Regions from separate parts of the Mus musculus genome. Here all the other regions are linked to region 6. A link is a contact called in public Hi-C, HiChIP or PLAC-seq and promoter capture Hi-C data. All regions are on one chromosome and are shown on one strand. The core of a region is the stretch at or near the end of the contact, and the rest is flanking DNA. Distances in the headings are between cores, read along the strand shown. Region 1 holds the start of Hsp90ab1 (heat shock protein 90 alpha (cytosolic), class B member 1). Region 2 holds the start of BE949265 (cDNA sequence BE949265). Region 3 overlaps F630040K05Rik (RIKEN cDNA F630040K05 gene). Region 4 holds the start of Mrps10 (mitochondrial ribosomal protein S10). Region 5 holds the start of Slc29a1 (solute carrier family 29 (nucleoside transporters), member 1). Region 6 holds the start of Srf (serum response factor). Region 7 holds the start of Tmem63b (transmembrane protein 63b).

Region 1 (3,061 bases), core at 299-2,798, 980 kb after region 6:
AGACGAAGTAGACAGAGGCAAGGAGAAAGCAACTACTGTTTAACAATGAATGCACATTAGACAGACTGCAGGCAAGCACCGGGAACAAAGGTGTGGGCGGTGGTGTGGGGACACAAGCCAGCATGAGCTAAGATAGCAGAGCACTGAGTGCCCATCCTCTACTGGAGGGCTCATCAGTCCAACAAGCTTCCAGATGCAGCCTTGGAAAAAGGCAAGGCTAGATTGCCAGCTGAAGGACATGGCAGGCCACCTTTAGAACAGAGGCACTGGCACAACTTGGTTTTCTGGCTCCTGGAACTGGGCCAACCTGTGACCAGCACCTTCATGCGGATGCCTAGAACTCCAGCTTCTCTGAAAAGACTGGGACCTGCTCCTCTCTAGGTCCAAAGAGCTGCATGCAGTAGGGAAGAGGCTAGAGAAGCGAAACCAGCTTGAGAAACAGCTTGTGCTCACATAGGGAGGGCGCACGTACCCGCGCGCTGTGTACGTGGGAGACCGGGGAGGCTGAGGGGTGGGGAGTGTTCTACCCAGTAGCGCAAGCTGCTAGCTCGGTTCTCTGTTCACTAGAAGGTGTCCGCAGTCACTCACCCCCACAGCCCCCGTGCCCTGTGACCGATCCAGGTCAGCTATCCCTCCCTCTGCGCTCCACTCCCCCACTGTTATGTGGGCCTCTTAGGGCCACGCGTGGAGGGTCGTTCAACCCTGGCCCACGGTAGGCAGACTTGGGGAAAATTTCTTCCCAGGGTAAGATCAAGGTAGGGGAAAAAAAAAAAAAAAAAAAGCCACCCAGCCAAGCGGCGACGAAGACACTGCCCCCGCCGCAGCAGGGGAGGTGGAGCCTAGGGGGGAGGGGTGGAGACCGCCGAGACAGGCCTAGAAACTGCTGGAAGAAATCGCAGCACCACCGCTGCTGATCCTTCCGCCGCAGGCCGCCAAAGAGTCCCTACCAGCCCAGGCCCGTGCCCCTCCCCTCGGGGAAAGCGGCTCCCAGCCTGAAGCTGTGCTGTACCCGGGAGGGTGGGGATGGGGGAATCGGGGGCCTCCTTAAAGTTGGACAAGGAATTTATCATCCTTTTCTCTTGATGTGCGATTTGTAGGGAACATTCTAGTAAGATCGGGTCTGGAAATGGCAGCCGAGTTGGCCACCTCCATTCTCTTTCAGTCCCCTGAGTTCTGGACTCTTGGGGGGTGGGGGGGTGGAAGCGCCTACCTTGAGTTTTCTGAGGCAGTCCGTAGGGTATTCGCCCGCAGATACATCCCTAATTGCATATGCATGCTCCCTGCTCATCTTGAGGGGGGACATGTCCTACTCCTGCAGAAATGGGGGATGTGCAAAACGATATTGAATTGGCCTTGACTCAGGAACCAGGCCCGGGGTCCCGCTCCTCCCCGCCCCCTCCACGATCTGCTACCATGACGTCAAGGTGGGCGGGCGGCGGCAGGTGCGTGGCCCGCAGCCACTCCTTTAAGGCGGAGGGATCCAAGGGCGGGGCCCGGGCTGTGCTTCGCCTTATATAGGGCGGTCGGGGGCGTTCGGGAGCTCTCTTGAGTCACCCCCGCGCAGCCTAGGCTTGCCGTGCGAGTCGGACTTGGTCCGGGCCCACCACCCTGCTCTGTACTACTACTCGGCTTTCCCGTCAAGGTAAGGCCGGGGTCTCTCGTCCCCGGCGGCTCTCCGGGGGCTTCTTCCCGGGGTCCCAGCCTCCATCTCATCTGTCCCAAAGCCTCCTTCCCCGGCGGGGCAGCCTGTGGAGATAACGTGTCTAGAGGTTAGAGGTTCGGGCTGTACCCCGGCGGGCTTGCACGCGAGGCTCCCCGGGGCGGGTGGATTCCCCGGAGCGTGGGGTGGGGGTGCGGCCCGGCCAGGTGGTGGGCGGCCGCACGTGGTAGTCGCCGACCCGGGACGCTGCCATGTTTGCCCTCCACTTCCGGGCGCGGCTGCAGGGTCCGCGCGGTGGCGGGCTGCTCTGCGTGACTCAGCAAGGCCTGGGGAGGTTGGCCTGGCTGCCTCCCCCGGACGCCGCCGGTACCAACGTGCTTGATTTTGGGGAGGGGTGCACAGCAGGGACGCCGGAACCCACCGCGCTTTCCCTTTCCAGATCTTTCTGCCCTCCCAGTGGAGGGCGGGGGAGGAGAGACAGAGCAGGCACGAGAAGATTCCTAGGTCCCTCCCTTTCTCCTCCCCTCCCCGGAGCTCAGATTGTTCTGGAAGCCTGGGCGCCCCGCCCCAGTGCCCGGATGCTGGGGCGGTGGGAGGGTTTCAATGGCGCCCCCTCCCCGTGTGGCTCCTGCCGACGCATGTCCGGCAGTGACGAGGGTCGTTGGACGGCTGGGCCACCATTTTACTTGGGTTCCGGCCTATGCAAGTCTGCACAGTGAGTGGTCACGGTGGAGCTCTTGATTTCTTTGTCCTGATTTAATTGCCCCGTGAGCGCCTCCCAGACTACAGCTTCAAGGTTCTCTTGCCCTGCTGGGTGGAATAAAATAAAAATTAAAAAAGACTGCTTTTTCTGTTAAAGTTGTTCCTCACCCCAATGAGGAGATTGTAGTTAAGGGGTGTGAGTACCAGGGGTTGCTTGAGGTTCTTTTTTATGTATTGTTAACTTAGTCTGGATTTTTACCATATTGCCAGGTGTTCTGTTCAGAGTCAGTGAGCTATGCACTGAACATGCCAATGTTCAAGAGTTTGACTTTTGGGCATCTGTTCTGGAAAACCCATCTTTTAGGTTTTTTTCTGTCATTTTTGTCTTGGCCATTGTAGCTTAAATGTCCTTTTTTAAAGAAAATGGCTGCTCTTGTCTCTTTGGGTTGGATACTTTCCCAGACTAAAGAAGTTTGAGCTGGATATTAAAATGTGTGTCTATAATGGTCCTTAGTAGTAATTCTTTCATTCTTAGATGCCTGAGGAAGTGCACCATGGAGAGGAGGAGGTGGAGACCTTTGCCTTTCAGGCAGAAATTGCCCAGCTCATGTCCCTCATCATCAACACTTTCTATTCAAACAAGGAGATTTTCCTCCGCGAGTTGATCTCTAATGCTTCAGATGTGAGTATTCTGTTGTT
Region 2 (3,054 bases), core at 303-2,802, 830 kb after region 6:
AAACCTTTGTCCAATTAGCATGAGTACATGTCACCAAAGGGGGGCAATACAAGAATATGTAAAAATGCTTACTTACATTTTGGGGCATGGTTATGCACATCTTTGATCCTAACACTCGGAAGGCAGAGGCGTCAGATCTCTGAGTTTGAGGTCAGCCTGATCTACAGAGTGAGTTCCAGGACAGCCAGGTCTACACAGAGAAACCCTGTCTCAAAAAACAAACGAACAAAATCTTAAGTCACAAGTATGTATATACGCAGCTTTGTTTGTTTTTTTTTTTTTAATTGCTAGAACACAAAATCAAAAACACCTTGAGAAGTCGCTGGTCTAAACATGAAGTGGTGTTATATGGGGGTGGCTTGTCCAGTCCATCTTAGTATCTGTCCTGGAAAGGAGCAGGTGTCAGGGACAGAATGGAGACGAAACAAGTCCACCTGTAGACACTTCACAGATGAAGGGAACAGAAGCGTGGAGTGGGAGATTGCTCAGAGGAAGACATGGACAGGGAATGGCTCCCACTCACCCTGTGTCTACAACCTGCCTATGTATGACACCAGGCACCCCCAAGACCCCTCTTCCATCTACTGGGCTCATTTTGGATATCATCAACCATACTACTCCTAACCTTACAGGAAGCCTGCCTCAGCTTGACATCCTAGAATATTCCAGAAATCCATCTGTTGTGAGAAAAAGAATCTGGCTTCAGAGGACCCTGTCTTCCTCTAAGTGGGTAAGAGGTGCGAGCACTGGTTTTCTCATTGTAGCATGGGACTTGCTAGTCATGCCTATTGCACGGGGCTGCTGTGGATACTGGCTGGTCTGCTGTCTTCACAGGATCTGGCTTGCAGGGATTGGGGTGGGTCGTCTTGCCTCTGTGTGCAGCAGAATCTGTATACATCCCGAGACAGAGGAGAATGCAAACTGTTGAACATAAAATCTGAAGCGAGCCTCTTACCCAGGTCATCCGGGTCCCAGGAAGGTGTGTCACTTCAGACCCCTTCCCGCAGCAACTACCTGCCCCACCTAAGCAACTGTGGGGCAACCAACTCTCCAGAGGGGGGTTTGCAACCTGGAGGCCTAGCCTCACTTCAAGTATGAGCTGAGGCTGACACCTAGTGGTCATTTCTGTAACTGCGGGGCCCTTAGGCAAATCAGGTCAGCTTCTGCAGAGCCGCTCTGCCTGGCTCCAAAACACCAGCTGCTTTGGATAGGGGCATGATCTAGAAGCTTCTGCACTCCTGTCCCTGCTGTTATAGCCCCCACCCCAGACAGAAGCAGAAATAGTTATCCCTCCCCCCATGCTTACCTCTCCCTCTCGTCGGTATCACAAAGGGGAATGCAAGGCACAAAGAGGTGACCCGCTCCTCTCTGCCACATAGCTCCACACACAGATGAGATGAGAAGAGATGATACTCAACAAACAGGACAGCAGACAAGAAGTCTCCAGGGGACAGAGGAGAGCAAGAGGAAATGACCTGGCCTGGGCTTAGAAACTTCAAGTCCCAGCTTGTTGGGTGAGCTGCGTCCAGAGCCTGCCATTCACTGAGCCTCGGACTCTTTAACTGTGCCACAGGCCGAGTCTCAAGTTGGCTGACTGTGGCCATCCCCTGGGCAGGGTTTCTGGCCAGCCATGCTTGCCCAGTCCTGAGCAATAGGGAAATGAAAACCAGGCAGAGTAGGGCTAAGGCAGGCTTACCTTTCGAACTCTTTCTCAATGGTTCTTGGTAGAACCATCCTCAGAGCACTGGACTTCAGATTCCAGTGCCCTCAGAGTAACTCCCTGTCCCTAGGCTTCTCCAGAGAAACCACTTAACCTTTTGGCCTGGACCCATAGTGGTCTCCTCTCCTCCAGCCCCCCACCCCCTGGAGGACACCAGACAGCTCTTTCTAGGTGCCATAGCAGGCTTGGGCCTCCTTAGTCTCTGACCCCAGACCTGGCCCCTGGGGTCGGGGGGGGGGGGGTGGAGAGGCCACAAGGAGCTTAACCCCAACAGGATGAAGGCGCCATAATTAGGGTCAGGCGGTTGGCTGAGCCTGCGGAAATCTCCAGCTTAGTATGGATGGGGGCTCAACCTGAAGGGGGGTAAGAGCAGAAGTGAAGGGCCAGAAGAGGCCAGGCATGCAGAGATCCAAGGGCTTAGGCCCCAGCCATCCCCTGAACAAGCCGACTAGGGACAACTGAACACAGACCCCTTACTCTCCAAAGTGTCAACCCCGTGGAAGAAGGATGACCCAGACGATCCCGCCCCCGTCCCAGAGGTCCTGATTCTCCCTCAGGCTGGGATGCACCAGTATCAGCCCCTACCAGTGCCTTTGGCAGGGGGAGAGCCATGTGGGAAAGGCTGGCCCCTGCAATCCCAGGGCAGTCCAGGCCGGCCCTGTTTGTAATCTTAGCAAGGCATCACTTTCCACTGTGGAATGTAACACCCAGGAGATGAAGCAGGGCAGAGGAGGGCAAGCACATTCAAGGGGTTGCTCCTTAGCTCTGCAACTGAAGGAAAAAGGAGCCCTTTCTTCCCCATTCATTTCTGAGTCTGTGATGGGGGGGGGGGGATACAACCCAGGCTAAAGTCTCAGGCTGGCTTGGTCAGGTGTCCCCAGGACATCCCCATCTGGAACTGTCACACAGACAGCCAGGCTGTATCATCACCCACTAGAGGAGACAGGTCTAACATGGAAGTGTCTCAGGTCATGTGCAGGAGAACCCCCACATGAGGCTAGAATGAGAGGCTGAGGGGAGCCGAGAAAGCAGACCTCCCACCCTTCCTCTGGCCTGAAATCCACACAGCTGCACGTGCAGACAGACACACACACAGAGGCACGTGCACTCACTCCAGCGCATGAGTCCCTGCACGTCCCAGGAGCTACAAGTCCCAGCCCCTTCACTCCCCTCTGATAACTTCGAAGTTTCCGGCAGGGCAGACACGTCGCCTGCAGGCTGGCTATGCCAGACATGTGCCAGGCCAGCTGCCAGGGCCCAGTGCTCTGGACTTTCTGGGCCAGAACTCTGCCCCACGAGTTCTACCCTGCTCAGTCTCAGGAATGGGTGTCTCA
Region 3 (3,468 bases), core at 643-3,142, 800 kb after region 6:
AGTTGGACCACTACCATCATGCTGAGCCCTCGTCTAAGTTCAAGCCCTTCCAGGCCCATCCCTACTCATCCCTGGAGCCTTCCTGGACGGTCCATAACCCCCTGTGCCTCATCTCCAGCGTCCTAACATTAATTTTGGGGTGGACAGAAGAGTCCTGGTGGCATTCTGAGTCCTCCCAAATCCCAGGTACCTCCTTATGCCAGGCCTAGGGCAGGGCCTTGGCCATACAGATACAGCCCATGGCCCATGCAAGTAGGAAGCTTCTGAACGGACCAAACAGATGGTATCACAGTTGTCACTTAAATGTTTGACTTTACCTGACAGTTGTGTGTGTGTACATGTGTGAGTGTGTATGTGTGTGAGAGTGTGTGTGAGCACGCGTGAGTGTGTGTGAGAGTGTTTATATGTATGTGTGAGTGTGTGTGAGTATATGTGTGTGTGTGAGTGTATGTGTGTATGAGTATGTGAGTGGGTGTGAGTGTGTGTACATGTATGAGTAAGTGGGTGTGAGTGTATTTAAGTATGTGTGAGAGTGAGTGAGTATGTGTGTGTGAGTGTGTACATGTGTGAGTGAGTGAGTGTGCGAATGTGTGTGTGTACATGTATGAGTAAGTGTGTGTGGGTGTGTGTATCTGTGAGGGTGAGTGTGTGAGTATTTGTGTGTATGTGTGTGTTCATGTGTGTTTGTGTGTGTGTGTGAGAGAGAGAGAGAGAGAGAGAGAGAGAGAGAGAGAGAGAGAGAAAGAGAGAGAGCCCAGCTAGGCAGGAGGTCAGCTTCAATATAAGGTCCAACCTCAGGTAATCCAAGTTCCTGGTGAGTTTCCCAGAACCCACTTGGGGTTCTCCTTCCCAGCACATTACAGTTTGTAATGGTTTTTATTTGTGCAAATTGCTTGATGCCAGTCTTCCCTGAGCACCTGGCACACTTGCTGAGTGGGTAAAGACTCTAACAGCAGCGTAGCGTTCTGCCATGTCCCGTCCCTGGTACAGCATTCGCAGGTGCTCCTTGCCCAGACCTGGCCGGATCTGCCCATCTTGCCAGAACTGCAGATCAATCCCAGAGAAATTTCATCACAGTTAACCAGGAAGGTCTTTTCTCGAGGAGGGGAGGGCCTCCAGCCTCAAACAGTGCTTTCTGTTCATTGTCTACATCTGGCCAGACCTCCCGAGGGCAGAGGTCACATCTGCGTCTCAGGACTGTCCCCAACACACCCCGCTGTAGTCCGCCAGCTGTGACTCACACAGCTCCTGAGCTCTTCCTCTTTGGCCAGAGACCCACATCACTAACCACAGTAATGTAAGCTGCAGTAACCACACTTACGCGCAGAGTTTCTCCACACCAGGCCAGGGCAATGACCTTATATCGGGGGTCAGCAAGGACAGTCCTACCCGGAGGTAGAGGCATAGCCCAGATGGGCTTCCTCAGGCCTAGCGTCTAGACTTTTTCTCTCAACCGTTTGCAGTCTCTCCACTTCCCCACCAAGCAGCCTAGCAGGGACTTGATGCCCTGCTTGCACATTCATGAAGCGAAGACAAAGAGCGTTCTCTCTCTCTCTCTCTCTCTCTCTCTCTCTCTCTCTCTCTCTCTCTCTCTCACACACACACACACACACACACACACGGACACGGACACGGACACAGACACATACATGGACACACAGACACACACATGGACACATACACATGGACACACACACTCAGAGGGGGCAGTGAGTATCACCAGGGTGGCTTGGAGGGAGACAGGGAAAGTGAGCCAAGCTGTCCCGTATATCTGCCTTCCCTCACCACTAGGTCTCGGACATTCATCTGGGGAAATGTGGCGTCTGAGGATGTGGCTACAGTGGCCAGCATCTGGCGCCAGCAGAAATCCCCAAACCCGTCAGTGCCCTGTTCAGACGTGTCGCTGACCATGCACTGAGTAAGTGCTGAGAAGACACCTGTGCCTAAGGCCACACCCCTGCCTGCCCTCGGCTTCCAGACACACCCCCTCCTAGGGCTCAGGCCATTCCAGTTCTTCCTGTCCAACCCAATGAGGGTCCAGCACATCCACCCCTACAGTGGGCACCAGTAAAAGGGGAGGACAGGTACTGGGCTCCCAGCCCAGCTGTGTGCTCTAAGGAAAATTACCCAACCTCTCTGGAGTTCAACTGGCCCAACTGTAAAAAGGTCAGTTAATTAATAATTATTTATTATTTATCAGTCTACCATGAGATAAGGGTAGACGTACCTATCTTTACATGGCTGCCATTCACAATTCTGGCAGTAAACACTAAGTATCAGGAAAACCAAGACCTTGGAGAAGGGAGAAAAATCAATGTTGTTAAAAACAGGAAGATGGATGGGCTGGAAAGATGGTTCAGTGATTAAGAGCACTGTCTGTTCTTCCAGAGGTCCTGAGTTCAATTCCCAGCAACCATGGTGACTCTAAACTATCTGTAGTGGGATAGGATGTCCTCTTCTGGTGTATCCAAAAACAGGTACAATGTACTTATATACATAAAGAGAAGAAGAAAGAAGAGGAAGAGGAAGAAGAAAGATGAGGAACCTCATCTTTTTTTTTTTTTTTTTTTTTTTTAGCCAGATGCACATAAGATCAAAACTACATCCTCCCAGCTTCCCTTGCAGCTAGGTTTGGCTGGATGACTGAATTCTAATCAATGGGATATAAGAAATGTTGCTTTGCACCCTGGACTGCCCAACCATACTTGCCCTTGGGGGTTGGGGATGAGGCAGCTTGGATCAGACTCTGGGAGTGGGGAGCAGGTGAGATCGCAGTATCAAGCACCTTTATTAATTCCCAGGGAGCGCCCTTTAGACCCTCCACCATCATCCCATTGGTACCAAGCAAGTGAGTCCTCCAAGTGGCAGTTCCCCATTGGCTGTCATTGTCTGTGTCACCACTCTCTAGGCTCTCAGGCAGACTTCAGTTTGGCCCTCATGCTGAAGTTACCTGGGAGGCTGCGCAGCACCTGACTTTATGCAGAAGCAGCCACCACCTTGTCAGTGAGGCCTGCTGTTTCTCCTACAAAGAAGTAAATACAACTTCCAGGAAGTTCCTATAAAGAGAAGGGAGAGCTCCTATTTCAGGATGTCTTTGTCCTTCATGCTGGCTAGAGTGCCAGAAGCCATCTGGGAACTGTGATGACCTTGGAAGTGGAAAGCTAGTAGATCAATAAGAGACAAGACTGGGATCCTCCCAGCGCTTAACCATTGCATTACCCCAGGAGTGCTTACCTCCAGGGTTCAAGCACATGAGTGAGAACATGCATCTTATGTAAACCAAACATTAAATGATACAGCCTTTCCTCCGGTGGACCCCCAGGTAGAGCTCCCCTCTAGGTCTGGGACCCTTACCTGGAAAGAGCAGACCCTTCCTCACCTGGCTGATGTGGAGACTCTGGCAAGGAACGCCTCTTCTGTGCATGCCACATTATTACACCAGTGGAGGGTGAGGAGCAGAGAGGCCTG
Region 4 (3,393 bases), core at 502-3,001, 810 kb before region 6:
CAATTTTTTTTTTCTTTTTTTGTTTTGTTTTTCGAGAAAGGGTTTCTCTGTATAGCCCTGGCTATCCTGGAACTCACTTTGTAGACCAGGCTGGCCTCGAGCTCAGAAATCCACCTGCCTCTGCCTCTCAAGTGCTGAGATTAAAGGTGTACACCACCACCACGCCCGGCTTGATATTTTTCCTAAGGTAAGTGATTATACAAGTGTGGGCCAGGGCTGCCCATGAATTCTTAAGATACTCTCGGGAGGCCTGAAACCAAAACTCACCATGACATTACTCAAGACTTTTCTGCTCTCATTCTCCATTTGGTGTTCAGTGGAGTCTTCCAGAGCTGCGTGGGTTGTACCATCTAGTAAAAGATGGTATGCGAAAACTAACGAGAGAAAAGCTGCCTTTGCTGGAAGGCTGCGTCCCAGGCTTACTCTTCTTCAAATTTGCTTCTGCTTTGGAAAGCAGGCTTTCTAAAGTGTTAACTAACCTGGGACGATATCGAGGCTGGAGTGATGGCTCGGCAACCCTAGCAGACCACTCGAGTCCCACAGAAGGCTACAAATGGGCTTCAGTGGCAGAACCCTTGTCTGGTGTAAGCAAGGCCCTGGGTTCAATCTCTAGTATGAAAAACAAACTTTTTGGAATCTTTGATCCTTTTTTTTTTCGAGACAGGGTTTCTCTGTGTAGCCCCGGCTGTCCTGGAACTCACTTTGTAGACCAGGCTGGCCTTGAACTCAGAAATCCGCCTGCCTCTGCCTCCCGAGTGCTGGGATTAAAGGCGTGCGCCTCTTGCTTTGGCCTCTCAAGGGCTGGTATTACAGGTGTGGGCCACCACCTCTGGGTTACATGCTGCTGTGGGGCCGACAGGGCCAGCTTTAGGCATTAGGCCCTTGAGCAACCGAGCCACAGTGTCAGCTCTTCCTTTTTTAAAGAATTCGTTTATTTTGGGACAGGGCCTCAATATGCAAGCCAGGTTTTACAAGTAATGCTATTTCAGGGTCAGCCATCTGACCCAGTTCTGAGCATTATTTTCAAAACTACTAAATGACCATTGAGAAGAGTCACAAAAGTTTCAAGACCAAAGTTCTTGAGAACAGCCTGGTTTTTTTGTTTTTAATTTAAATTATTTTTGTGATAGGATCTCAATACATAACCTGGCTGTCTTCGAACCCAGAAGTTCGTCCGCCTGCCTCCTTTCCCCAGTGCTGTGATTCATGCCATGCGAACTCCAGGCAAGTTTTCCTTTTTCAAAGACCCTCTCGAGGGAGATCTGACCCATTCCCCTGACCTGGGAGCTCTCGGGTCACCTCCTCAGCCGTGGAGGCGAGCAGGGCGTCCCAGTGGGGCTGCACCGGGGCTTTATGTGACCCAGCGTTTGCTGGCTCGGTTCCTAAGAATCCGAGACCAGCGTTGTCTTCTCTGAGCTCACGGTTTCCATGGCCCTCTCTACCGTGGAGGGAGGGCTCTGAACGCGTTTTCCTCATCCTTCCTGCTCTGACGTCTTACGGTTCTCGCTCCCGTCTTGCCAATTTATGTAGGGTCCCTCGAGAGAAAAACCTGCCCTTTTCTTGTCACTTTCTAATAACTTCCTCCAACGGAGGATGACTCCGTACGGGTCGGGCAGAGGGTGGCAGCGAGACTCGACGATGACGGCGCCGTCGGCAGCCGGGACCCCACGCCCACCCCTTTACCTGCTGCAGGCGCCGGCACAGAGCCACACACGCTGCGCGCGCCGCCATCTTGGTGCCCTGATCGCCCAGGACCGCTTCCGGGGTCACAGCATTGTTCGCGAACCATAGAGTTCGAAAAGGAAAGAGTGTCTCCTGTGTTCCGACACTGAAACAACCATAGAGACGGTGCTCCTTGAATTTTTTTAAAATTATATTTTAAATTTTCTATTTTCTTATTTATTTACTTATTTATTATTCACTCATTCATTTAAGGTTTTGAGTGGATGCGTCGCTTCCGCCGTCTGGATAAACTCCCAGGTTCTATCTATACGCTGTCTATCCTAAGATCCTATTTGTCTTGGGTGGTTCTGTTTGCTTAGAGACAAACACAACAGAAATACTTGGGAAGGAAGTTGCTGCTGCTACTGAGTCCAAATTCTAACATTTTACCTTATTGCAAAAGGCGTTTCATTCTTAAACTTTGTTCACACCATCGGAATGCCAGGCTTGTTAATGGATTTTTCTAAATTGTGTTTTTCAAAATGCCTTCCCATGCAATTTAGCATAATGGAAGCTCCACACTTAGGCGCTCTGGTTTCTATTTAGGTGGGTGACTTGATCAAATTTCTTCCGTACTTTGAACCCCCTTTTTTTTTTTTTTTTTCTTTCACTTGCCAAGTAGAGATGAGAACAAATCATACTTGCAGTAGAGGATTAAATGAGATTAAAATGCTACATGATAAATGTCATCCTGAATTTGTGACATCTCTTCTACATCCTGGGCCTTAAGAGGTTGTTGGGAAAATGAATAAGGGTCAACTTAATGCGAATGAAACAAAGTATATGTCTTAGTAAGGGTTTCTATTGCTGCTACAAAACAACATGATCAAAAAGCAAGCTGGGGAGGAAAGGGTTTATTTGGCTTGCACTTCCAGATCACAGTCCATCACTGGAGGAAGTCAGGACAGGAACTCAAGCAGAGCTGGAATCTGGAGGCAGGAGCTGATGCAGAGGCCATGGAGGGGTCCTGCTTACTGGCTTGCTTCCCATGGCTTGCTCAATCTGCCTTCTAATAGAACCCAGAACTACCAACCCAGGAATGGCAGCACCCACAGTAGGCTGGGCCCTCCCCCACAGATCAGCAGTTGTGAAAATGCCTTACAGTTGGATCGTATGGAGATATGTCTTCAACTGAGGCTCCTTCCTCTCCAGTGACTCCAGCTTGGGTCAAGTTGACACACAAAACTAGCCAATACTATATCTCCATAAACCATCATGCCAATGTAAAGCTGGGTCTCCCACAAGCAGGCATTAATTCTTATTTGGCAGGCCAGAGAACTAAGCAAAGGGTAGAATGTCCAGATGGCACAACTGATGAGAGATTTATGAATATGGACCACTTTCCTGCCCCTCAGGCGGGCCTATATGTGATCTCTATATGGAAACAGAATCTTTAACTAGTGTGTGGCTGGATTTGGCTATGCCCTACCTGCACAGGCAACCCAGAAGTGTCCTCAGAATTAGCTCTGGTGGCCCCTCTCAGCCAATGATCTGTTCTGACAGTACCCCAACCTTAATCTCTTTACTACCTCTAGACTTTGCATCCATCTCTCCGTATGGTCCTTCATGATGGCTTCTCACCCAGCCTCCAGTCCTTCTGGGTGGTCTCAGCTCAGGGAGTCTACTGCACCCCTAACTAGGGAATGACTCTCACTTAGGATACCTAATCTT
Region 5 (3,167 bases), core at 233-2,732, 960 kb after region 6:
TCCCACAGCTGTGCCAGCTATGGTAACAGAGCCAGACTTGGGAAGGGAAAGAGGGGGTGAGGTGTGTGTGTGTGGGGGGGGGCAACGGAAGAAGGGAGGCAAAGGCAGGGAGAGACAGACCAGACAAACAGGGCAGGGATCTGGCGTTGTGGACAGACATGAGGCTACTCTTAAGCCATGGGATAGTGCCCAGAAAAATACCACCCAAGCCTGACTTCCTGCCCTCTGTTTGCTTAGTGCTAGTGGGGAGATGTGTCATCTCTGTGGGAGCAGGAAGGCTGTATACGCCCCCACCAGAGCAGCTTGAGAGAACCCACTGTCCTACAGAGTCAGCTACCTCCTAAGGGCTCAGTCGTCCTCTGGGGAGACTGAGTGCGTCTTTTCCCTACGATGTTAGCACTGGTAATTGTTAATTAGCTCCAATGGTTTCTCTGGAGCACAGGTTCCTTAGGGAGGTGGGGTGAGACAGGCAATCTGGATGGGATGTTCTTGCCTCAGGACCCTCCCCAACTTCTGGGATACATCAGTAGGGAGTGCTACTGTAGGGGGTCCCTCCTCCTTTGTACCCCAGCGGGGGGGGGGGGGGGAAGGAAGGAAGGGGAGGGGTATGAATGGTAAGAGGCTCAGCAAGGCTTCTAGCCCCGAGGGTTATCTTGGGATGGGACATGGGACAGTGAAATGCTGGCTAGGACAAAGATGTGCAGGATGTGAGGCCTTTCTTCCTGGCTCCCCTTTCTCCGGTCTCCAGCTGTGTTTCAGTTTTCTTAGAGGCCTCAGGGCTGTCCTCTTATGCCTTCATAAAGGAGCCTTCAAGGCAACATGGGGATGGGGGGGGGAGAGATGCTGTTTGTGTGGTGTGCGGCGAGTCTGAGGGCAGGAGAGAGAAAACAAAACACCTCCAGCGTCTGGGTTCCAGAACGCTCAAATCTGAGGTATCCCAGAAAGTCTTCTTGAAGGGAAAAGGAGGAGTGGAAAGGAAAAAGGATGTATTAGAAGGGTGTGTGTGTGTGTGTGTGTGTGAGGGGGTTGCTAGCAGTAAAACGGTGGAGTGTGAATAATGGCGTGGGCGGGGTTCGGAGAGGGATAACGGAACACCTGAGGTGGAGCGTGGCTTGTGGGGGCGTCTGGACCTGGGTGAGCAGAGGGCCTGTCTGTGCAAGAGTCCCGCCGTGGAATGTGTAGGAGTTAGGAGCGCAGGGCCAGCGCGGAAATTAGGGGTACGCAGTGGGGGGCCCGTGCCCCCCTCCCAGGCTCGCGTGTCCGGGTGACAGTTGGGAAGGGTCCAAAGACGTGCTCCGCCATCGAAGCCAGCAGCCCTGGCGGCCCTAGGCGTAGGGTCTCTGACTGGGAGCCGGTGAACTGTTGAGGGGGCGGCGAGGAGCCTGGGGGCGGGGCTGTCGCCGGGAGGAGGTGGCTCCCACGGGCCCGGGGCGGACCCAGCAGAGGGCGGGTTTGAAAGCGCTCGGGCGGGCGCGGGAAGCGCTGGCCAAGCGCGCAGATTTCGTCGCCGGAGGTGTCCTTCTCCAGCAGGTGCTCGTAGGGCTTGGGTGGGACATGTTGGGGACTCCGGGGTAGAGAGTGGAGTGTCCGGCTTGCCAGGAGGGAAAAGGAGGCCCGGTCTGCCAGCTCCGAGGCCGCGACAGGGACTTTGGGGTGCGGCCCCCACGCGGCGCGTGCAGAGCAGCGCCAGCACGTGGCGCGCATGGGCCTGGCTCTGGGTAGGGGGACTCTCCTTTTGTGGGGACCAGGGCGGAGCTGGGCCCAAGACAGCCTGGCTTCTGGGCCTGGAAGCGACTGTCGCTGTGTTGACTTCCGCAGAGGATCGGCGTGTGGGTAGTTCAATGCTACAGTCCTGTGTGAACTAGAGGGAGGGGTTGTGTTGCCTTCTGCCCCGAGGCAGGAGGATGGGGAATGCGGGAATACAAATGGACGTGAAGGGAGCTAGCTGGCCATTTACAGACTAAACTCCTGTTCCTGGCCTCCCTTTCCTGGGCGAGTCCTCATTTACTCTACGCGGAGAGTGAACGTGTGACAAGATAAAGGACTGACGCGCACACCCAGGCTTCCTTTGGATGAAGGCTCTCTCCACCCCTGCACCTTATACCCCATTCGGGTCCTCTTGCCAAGCCTGAGCCAACCCCCTCTTCTCCATTAACCCTCCTTCCGTCCTGTTCCTCTTGTCCTGCTTGTGTGACCTTTGCATACAATAATATATGCGTGGTGGAATGGTTGTGAGTTGTCATGACTCTGAAACTAATGTTATGTGAAAGAATGGCCTGAATCTCCCACTTGTTTTAACCCTTTAATTGGAGCACTGTTGCCTTCCTGGAAGCCTACACGAATAGCTGAGGAGCCTTGTTAATTTTGCCTTCCCCACTTGAGAAGGAATCTAGAATGATCGGTACATTGAGTATTGATGCTGTCACCCCCATTCACCAGCTCTGCGGGCTTTCTCAAGTGATGGAGCCTCTTTAAACCTCAATCGCCCTAACTGTTTAGTAGAAACGGGGCAGCTGGAAGAGGGGCATCCTCAGATTTCAAGAGAAGATTCCGATGTAGCAGAAACTAGGCTGAGAAACTGAGCTATGTGAGAGGACCCTTAGGACGCAGGAAGGCCTCAGATGGGCGATAGCTTTCAGGGCCTCTCCATCTCGGCAGGTCAAGGCATGGCTGAAATGATACCAGAGGCCCTGAACTGCTATCAGATCTCTACTGGGACAAAAGTAAAGAAAGCCCCTAAGCAGCAAATGGAATGTTTGGATGTGGGTGGAACCCGAGAGGTGGGAATTTCTGCAAGGGGAGAAGTGATGTGTGTGTGTGTGTGTGTGTGTGTGTGTGTGTGTGTGTGTGTGTATATGTATGTGTATACTTGTCCAAGCCTAAGCCAGTTTTATGATGGAAGAGTTAGCCTCCCTCTGGCTTGTGGCTGTATTCACTTTTGCTGGTGCATGGGAGAGGTGTGGGGTGCTCGGTGGAGAATTAGCTATGTTTTGATGGGGTCCCTTCCCTACTATCTAATAGAAACCTGAGTCCTCAGGCTCCCCGCAGCCGCAGCAGAACCCTCTTGTCCTAGATAAATAGCAGTGCTACTGTTTGCTGCTGCTCTGTCCCCAGTGCCTAGGAGGATGCCTGGCGGACCCACAGAGACCCTCAGCAAATAGTCCTTA
Region 6 (3,033 bases), core at 366-2,865:
ATTCAGCTTACATTTCCACATTGCTGTTCATCACGGAAGGAAGTCAGGATAAGAAACAAACAGGACAGCAACCTGGAGGCAGGAGCTGATGCAGAGGCCATGGAGGGGTGCTGCTTACTGGAAAGCTCATGGCTTGCTCAGCCTGCTTTCTTATAGAACCCAGGACTACCAGCTCAAGGATGGCACCACCCACAGTGGGCTGGGCCCTCCCCCATTTAGCACTAGTTGAGGAAATGCCCCACAGCTGGATCTCATGGAGGCATTTCCTCAACAGAGGCTCCTTCCTCTCTGATGACTCTAGCTGTGTCAAGTTGATGCCAAACCAGCAAACCAGCCAGTACAGGTACCAACACCAGAGAATGGACCAGGTCACTTGTTTGTGTGAAGATGTCAGATCACCTGGAATTGGAGTTAAAGATGGCTGTGAGCCACCATGTGGTTGCAGAGAATTGAACCCAGGACCTCTGGAAGAGCAGCCAGTGCTCTTAACTGCTGAGCCATCTCTTCAGCTCCCAATGTTTGTATACTTTTCTTTTTGATTGGTTTTGCTATATAGTCCTGGCTGGCTTGGCACTCACTATGTAGGTCGGGTTGGCTTTGAACTCCAGGCAATCCTCCTGTCTCAACCTCAGGAACAGCTAGAATTAAATGTGTATATCACACCGTCCGGCCAGATTTAAATAGTTTCAGTAACATAGAAGTGCAAGATATTTTCTCTAGCTTGGAGCAAAGATTCAGACTCTCAGACCCTTAACCTGGGCTTTGTAACACCCACGTTTTAACCTTTCTATCTTTTTATTTTTTAATACTCCTGTGGACCTGTAATGTCGATCACTCTCTTGCTTAAATTTTCTATCCCACTGTACTTTCAGGCCTGTGCTTTAGCCTCGAGACCACCCCCCACCCCCCTTTTAGCACAGCCGGCAGCTGGAAGTCTTCACTGATCTCTCACTTTCCGCCCTGCCCCCATCATGGATGGGAGGATGTCTCTGTGCCTCCTCCAGATGTGTGTCTGCCAAAGATACCCCTCCACCCCCAGTGTAGAGGATGATGAACGATGTGACCTCGCAGCCAGACTTGTGGGAAAGTGTTGATCCTTTGAAAAGAGAGGGAAAGGCAAGAGTGCGCGACAGAGCCGCTGGGCTAGCGGAGTCGAAAGACTCAGGAAGTGGTGGGAGAAGCGCTCCAATCTATCCCTGCCCTCTTTCGCTGGAATTAGGAAGTCTTCCTCTTTATTTGTTTCAAACCCCATCCATTCAGGGGTTCCCTCTTCTGCCCTGCAGTCCTCTCCCAGGCTTCCTTCCTCTAGGATAGTTTCAACACTCCACTACTCTCCAACCCAGGGGGGCGGAACTGGTTCGGCTCCACTGTTCCTTTAAGGAGTTGGCTCCTCCCTCCCACGGAATCGCGGTCTGACGCGGGGATGACAGCAGCGAGTTCGGTATGTCTATGCAAATAAGTGTCCCCTTCGGGCCAATGGGGAGCCTAGGTGCCGGAAGCGCGGACCAATGGGGCGGGGGCGCTGGGGCTCGCCATATAAGGAGCGGCCTCGCCATAAAAGGAAACATTGTATCTCTTTATATGGGGGGGGGAAGGGTTGGGGGATACCTCCGCAGCCAGCGCGTGGTCCCGGCCCCCTCCACCCGCGGTCTCGGCCGCGGCCAGCAGCCCCTGCCCCGCGGGGGACGCTGACGGCCGCAGGGCGCGCCTCCCCGGCACACGGACAGGGGGCGCTGCGCGCGGCCTGGGGCAACCCCGGCCATAGGGGCAGGAAAGTGAGGGCCCAGGTCGGCCCGGGCGTGCAGGGGCCCCGGGCTCGCAGCGGCGGCCGCGGCAGCAAGAGCGGCTTTAGTAACAGCGCGAGTGCCGGGTGGAACCGAGAAGCCGATGGCGGCAGCTGCCCCGATTCCTCGCTGACTTGCCCGTCAGCCCTCCTGCACTGAGCGCCATGTTACCGAGCCAAGCTGGGGCCGCGGCGGCTCTGGGCCGGGGCTCGGCCCTGGGGGGCAACCTGAACCGGACCCCGACGGGGCGGCCGGGCGGCGGCGGCGGGACTCGCGGGGCGAACGGGGGCCGGGTCCCCGGGAACGGCGCGGGGCTCGGCCAGAGTCGTCTGGAGCGGGAGGCTGCAGCGGCAGCGGCGCCCACCGCCGGGGCCCTCTACAGCGGCAGCGAGGGCGACTCCGAGTCCGGCGAGGAGGAGGAGCTGGGCGCCGAGCGGCGCGGCCTCAAGCGGAGCCTGAGCGAGATGGAGCTCGGCGTGGTGGTCGGTGGGCCTGAGGCGGCGGCGGCGGCCGCCGGGGGCTACGGGCCGGTGAGCGGCGCGGTGAGCGGGGCCAAGCCGGGGAAGAAGACCCGGGGCCGCGTGAAGATCAAGATGGAGTTCATCGACAACAAGCTGCGGCGCTACACGACCTTCAGCAAGAGGAAGACGGGCATCATGAAGAAGGTACCGGAGCCGGAGGTTGGCGCGCCCCGGGGGGAACCGGAGGGTGGGTGCGCTCTAAGGTAGCCCCGGAGCGAGACAGAGCCGAGGCGGAGGTGAGAGGCGGGCTAGTCCGCAGGAGGTGTGTGGGAGGGGATGGTTGTACCCTGGCCTGGCGAAAGGGGAGGGGCCGCCGGGGAAATATGGGGAGAGGGGAGATGCTGCGAACGTCCGGAATCCTGGGCGAAGGCGCCGAGGTGGGAGTGACCAGCGCGCGGGAGACAGAGGGTCCTGGAGGAGTGCAGGATAACCAGACGCCGGGATCCGCAGATCCTCTGTGTCCTGGTGTGCGCGAAGGGCGGTGGGAAAGGGAGCAGAAGGTTTGGAGATGAGGAGGCAGGAGTTGGATGACAGCTGCAGCGAGAGAGCTTGAGTGGGAGGAAAGGTGGGCATCGCTCGAGTTGTACGGGCTTTGAAGGACAGGCAGGGTTAGGAACCAGGTGAGGAAGCTAGGCGGGAGAAACTGCTGCTGCCTTGAGGAACAGCGAGCTGGGACCAAGTCCCGCCCTGCCCATGTGTCTTCCGTTGCTTTCTGTGGAAATCTCATG
Region 7 (3,453 bases), core at 16-2,515, 870 kb after region 6:
CTTTTCTACAACACACAGAAACAGTAGAAGACACCTAATACACCCCCATGCCCTTGTGTCCCAAGACAGAATACCTACTGTAGGCGCAACACACACACACACACACACACACACACACACACACACACGATGGCCATGATCTACTAAACTGATTTCCAAGCCACTCATGGGAGTGTCTGAAAGACACTTCAACAGACCAAATCTTAGAGCTGCAAACCCCCAGCTACAAAACGAGCAGCTGAATAGCCACATACAGCAAACACAGTGACCAGGATGGTAGTGTCCAGTCGTGATGCAAGACCCTCCCTGGGTGCCACCATTTCCCAAGTAATCCAAGGTGATCCCGTCTCGCCTCTTGTGACCGCTACACAGTTCCTCATCTAAGTCTCAGCGTGTAAAGCTCACTTACTGCGTACAGCGGGAAGCAGTATTTCTTCTGTCCCCTTTAAGACCTCGAAATTTAACAGGTGGTATCTGTCGTGTCTTTGTATTCGAGATGTGTGGTGACATACAGAAAAGGGGCGTTCCACCTCTCCAACTCTCAAGTCTTAACCCCACCCCCCCACTAGGAGAGGTCTTTGGTGAACTGAGAATACAGGGAATCCCCGGTGCAAAAGGAGTCATTCAGCCTGACAGAAGCAAAAGCAAAGACTCCCTCTTTACACCACAGAAGTTTCTAGCAAACTCATCTCCAGGCCCAGCAAGAGAGAGAAGCAGATAAAACTGCGGGAGACGCGTCAAAGCAACCGGCCTAGCCACTTAACCCAGGCAAGATCTCAGCCCCCATTCCCCGAGGCTCTACATCCCGAACTGGATAAGCAGGTGGGCGCATCGGGGGCGCGTGGGAGGCGCGGACCCCGAAGCCTTTGGCAAAAAGGCAGCGAGAGGGTCCAGATCTGAGGCCTCGCGAAGAGTGAGCACCCTTCTCACTTGACACTGGGTTTCCAGTAAGGCCTGTCCTCACCCCTCCCCGACAGCGCCTCCCTTATTGCAGAGAAGAAACCGGGAAAAGCAGCGCGAGGGGTGCGAGGTGTTCCCCTGAGCCCCCACCGTACCGCGTTAACAGCCTGGGAATCTCCCGCCACGGACCCCCGCTTGGCAAGGCCCCGCCCCGCACGCTGCGCCTGCGCGCCAGGGGTTCTCCGTGAGTGCGCGCGCACTTTCTACGTGTGCGGCGTGGGGGCGGGTCCTGCGGGAGCCCCTCCCCGGCCCTCCCTCCCTCCTTCTGCTCCCCCTCCCCCACGCGCTGCCGCGGCCGCCGCAGGAGCCCAGAGCTCTAGCCGCCCGGCGACTCCCCCTCCCCCTCCCCAGCCCCGCCCCGCCCGGAGCCGGGGCTCCCGAGTCGGAGCCGAGTCTGCGCCTAGGGGTGAGTACGCGGACCCCTCCCCAGCACCCCTTACTTGGCTCATAGGATCTCACCACCACCCCAAGGAAGGAAAAAAAAAGCACCCGGACTCAGCTGCGCGTCCCCTCCCTTCCACCTCCTGCGGGACCCAGAGGTGCCCGGGCCCCACGGGACCCAACGGAGGCACGCTTTGTCCCCAAACCCGCACCGTCCCTGCCAGATGTGAGTCCTCCCACCCCTGTCGGGGCTCCAGATGTGCGCCGTCCTCTACCCCCGCCCCTCAGGAATATTCCAAGGCGTGGGACCCCTGCGTCCCGGCCCTCGAGTGCCACTCTAGTTCCACCTGCTCCGTCCAGGTGTGCGGCCCCTGCGCGGCCCTCCTCCGGTCCCAGCTGCTCCCCAGCCGCCGGCGCCGCTGAAGGGAACCACCCGCCTCCGCCCCCGAGTTTTGCATTCTAGGGTCGCCAAGTCCAATGCCCTCGGTCTCTCTCTTTTTTTTTTTTTTTAATTCTTTTTCTTGTTGCTGGGGACGAAGCCGGCCTCAAGCAAGGGGTTCATGCTTGGGCAAAGGGCAGGGCTCGAGGTGTTAGCACCAGACGAGTAGCTGCCCCAACCCTGGTGGGGACTGATCTGCGGGCTGGAGAGGGCGGCCGGCCCGGGGAGCATGTCCTCTCCTGCGCCCCACACAGAGCAGTTCATTCATGAGCCGCCCGGGCCTGCGTTGGAGGGTGCGGTGGGGAGAAGATTCAGACGCGAATCCGGAGTAGGCAAAGGCCCTATTGAGGGGGAGGGGGCGCGCTTTGTCCCTCCCGGCCGTCTTGACCGCCTGGTGCGGACTGTCCCAAAGCTTGTCGTTGTGTTGCTCAGAAAAAGCAAGGATGCCCGGGAAGTGGGGAAGAGAGGTCAGAGGGGCTGGCTGCCCTTGGAGCTTTGTGCTGCCACCCGCCTTGGTCCCCTGATCGGAAGTCTGGCGGCCGGTTGCTCAGAGGGGCTTGGGGCTCTGCTCTCTACCGAGTACCACTCCCTGACCCTGAACCTCCTCCCGGTCTGCAGTAGTCGGGTGAATGAGATTGTACCCAACGCCTCCTGAAGAGGGGACCACAGCCCTCTGCCTTCCAGATATAAGAGAGAAGGGGAAGGGGAGTGGCTGCCAGGCTCAGGTGGTGGGTATGCTGCCAGCACCTTTGTCCTCCCGGGTACCAGAGGGTCTACGTCCTGGCATGTACCAGGTAGCACATGCTGGGGCCTGCTGTTGAAGTCTTGGCCAGGGAGTGAGCGAGTAGGTGGGTGGGGATGTTTTGAGGCAGAAGATGGGTGATAAGTCGCGAAGAACCCCTTTTTGGCATCGGTACAAATTCCTTCCAAGTACAGCAGAGTAACAGAAAACCCGGTTCAAATCCCAGCTCCGCTGTTCTTTGAGCTGTGCGACCTTGGCAAGTTACTTAACCTATCTGAACCTCCGTGTCTATCTAAAAGTGTGATTAGTTACTACCACCTCCTTCCGAGGCGCATCTTTGGGATCCAATAGTTTAATGCAGGTAAATAGCCTGGCACTCTGCCTGACAGTTGATCGATTATAATGGGTTCACATCTCTGAACTTCCTGACCTATCAGTTTCCTCTGGAGTCCCACCCCACCTACTGCAGGTGGATGGGGGTATATTCTGGGACTTGGTGACAGAGTCCCTAATATTGAGGGAGCTCCCCCTCCTCCTCCACTGAGGGGTTCTATTCCTTTCATGCTTTATTTTGGTCTTAGCCAGCCTTCCTCCACTAAAGCAACCTCTTGGGGTCTATACCTTATTAATAACAGCGGTTTTTGTGTTTTATGTTGTTTGAGATTGGGATGTCATTTAGCCCAATTGGCCTTGAACTCCTAATCTTCCTGCCTCCTTCTTCCAGGTGCATGCTTGCCTTCAACAGCTGGGCCTTTCTTATGGTGGTTTGTGTTTGTTTGTTTGCTCGCTTGCTTGTTTTAAGCGCTGTGAAATAGAGTTTTGGCGGTTTGTGTTGTGTTGTTTTGTTTTGTTTTTAATTTTATTAAATCTTTCAAGCAGCCGCAGGGTTGAGTTGTCTCTATTTTATAGGTGAAGACCCTGAGCTGGTTAA

The links. Promoter capture Hi-C pulls out the DNA fragments that hold promoters and counts their contacts. Hi-C and Micro-C count contacts between places; a contact is called where the count stands out from the background. HiChIP or PLAC-seq counts read pairs in DNA pulled down with a chosen protein or histone mark.
Region 1: a contact with region 6 is called in an HNF4G HiChIP or PLAC-seq map of pancreatic cancer cells. The contact joins the promoter of Hsp90ab1 here to the promoter of Srf in region 6. A contact is called at or near these places in 2 of 39 promoter capture datasets (hippocampal neurons and liver), 2 of 484 Hi-C or Micro-C datasets (CD4 T cells and erythroblasts), 3 of 115 datasets of contacts at active chromatin or transcription factors (astrocytes, bone marrow-derived dendritic cells and pancreatic cancer cells) and 1 of 9 other capture datasets (pancreatic islet).
Region 2: a contact with region 6 is called in a promoter capture Hi-C map of pre-B cells, with 13 times the contacts expected there. The contact joins the promoter of BE949265 here to the promoter of Srf in region 6. A contact is called at or near these places in 7 of 39 promoter capture datasets (the C10 cell line, embryonic stem cells, hippocampal neurons and 3 more), 1 of 15 datasets of contacts at CTCF or cohesin (large pre-B cells), 3 of 484 Hi-C or Micro-C datasets (the G1E-ER4 cell line, the N1E-115 cell line and rod photoreceptor) and 10 of 115 datasets of contacts at active chromatin or transcription factors (cardiomyocytes, differentiating embryonic stem cells, embryonic forebrain and 6 more).
Region 3: a contact with region 6 is called in an HNF4G HiChIP or PLAC-seq map of pancreatic cancer cells. The contact joins the enhancer-like site here to the promoter of Srf in region 6. A contact is called at or near these places in 4 of 39 promoter capture datasets (the C10 cell line, embryonic stem cells, liver and 1 more) and 2 of 115 datasets of contacts at active chromatin or transcription factors (large pre-B cells and pancreatic cancer cells).
Region 4: a Hi-C map of regulatory T cells shows a contact between it and region 6, with 5 times the contacts expected there. The contact joins the promoter of Mrps10 here to the promoter of Srf in region 6. A contact is called at or near these places in 1 of 39 promoter capture datasets (liver) and 1 of 484 Hi-C or Micro-C datasets (regulatory T cells).
Region 5: a contact with region 6 is called in an HNF4G HiChIP or PLAC-seq map of pancreatic cancer cells. The contact joins the promoter of Slc29a1 here to the promoter of Srf in region 6. A contact is called at or near these places in 5 of 39 promoter capture datasets (the SN4741 cell line, hematopoietic stem and progenitor cells, hippocampal neurons and 2 more), 2 of 115 datasets of contacts at active chromatin or transcription factors (astrocytes and pancreatic cancer cells) and 1 of 9 other capture datasets (pancreatic islet).
Region 7: a contact with region 6 is called in a FOXA1 HiChIP or PLAC-seq map of pancreatic cancer cells. The contact joins the promoter of Tmem63b here to the promoter of Srf in region 6. A contact is called at or near these places in 3 of 39 promoter capture datasets (hippocampal neurons, liver and neural stem cells), 2 of 484 Hi-C or Micro-C datasets (muscle stem cells and regulatory T cells), 9 of 115 datasets of contacts at active chromatin or transcription factors (astrocytes, cardiomyocytes, craniofacial prominence and 6 more) and 1 of 9 other capture datasets (liver).

Annotation. Positions count from the first base shown.
Region 1 is chr17:45,571,748-45,574,808 of GRCm38.p6, reverse strand. Hsp90ab1 (heat shock protein 90 alpha (cytosolic), class B member 1) reads left to right here and starts at 1,548. Exons shown (of 11, transcript NM_008302.3): 1 at 1,548-1,642; 2 at 2,898-3,044. The coding sequence starts at 2,898. Gm35399 (a long non-coding RNA gene) reads right to left here and starts at 1,494. Exons shown (of 2, transcript XR_385595.1): 1 at 1,413-1,494; 2 at 19-1,312.
Region 2 is chr17:45,729,417-45,732,470 of GRCm38.p6, reverse strand. BE949265 (cDNA sequence BE949265) reads right to left here and starts at 1,552. Exons shown (of 2, transcript NR_169044.1): 1 at 1,307-1,552; 2 at 253-888. It also overlaps a transcript of 1600014C23Rik not described here.
Region 3 is chr17:45,750,670-45,754,137 of GRCm38.p6, reverse strand. All of the region lies in intron 2 of F630040K05Rik (RIKEN cDNA F630040K05 gene), which reads right to left. Among named protein-coding and RNA genes, the nearest start is that of F630040K05Rik, 18 kb to the right of the region's middle. Within about 2 kb of position 1,892, at least 134 of the 459 cell types and tissues checked have an H3K27ac peak or open chromatin away from gene starts, as enhancers often do. A contact at or near this core is called in pancreatic cancer cells, where this site is marked.
Region 4 is chr17:47,367,245-47,370,637 of GRCm38.p6, reverse strand. Mrps10 (mitochondrial ribosomal protein S10) reads right to left here and starts at 1,751. Exons shown (of 7, transcript NM_001146212.1): 1 at 1,684-1,751. The coding sequence starts at 1,731.
Region 5 is chr17:45,593,845-45,597,011 of GRCm38.p6, reverse strand. Slc29a1 (solute carrier family 29 (nucleoside transporters), member 1) reads left to right here and starts at 1,482. Exons shown (of 14, transcript NM_001357771.2): 1 at 1,482-1,530.
Region 6 is chr17:46,554,744-46,557,776 of GRCm38.p6, reverse strand. Srf (serum response factor) reads left to right here and starts at 1,615. Exons shown (of 7, transcript NM_020493.2): 1 at 1,615-2,449. The coding sequence starts at 1,949.
Region 7 is chr17:45,684,030-45,687,482 of GRCm38.p6, reverse strand. Tmem63b (transmembrane protein 63b) reads left to right here and starts at 1,265. Exons shown (of 24, transcript NM_198167.3): 1 at 1,265-1,366. It overlaps Mrpl14 (mitochondrial ribosomal protein L14), which reads right to left and starts at 1,134. Exons shown (of 3, transcript NM_026732.3): 1 at 1,056-1,134.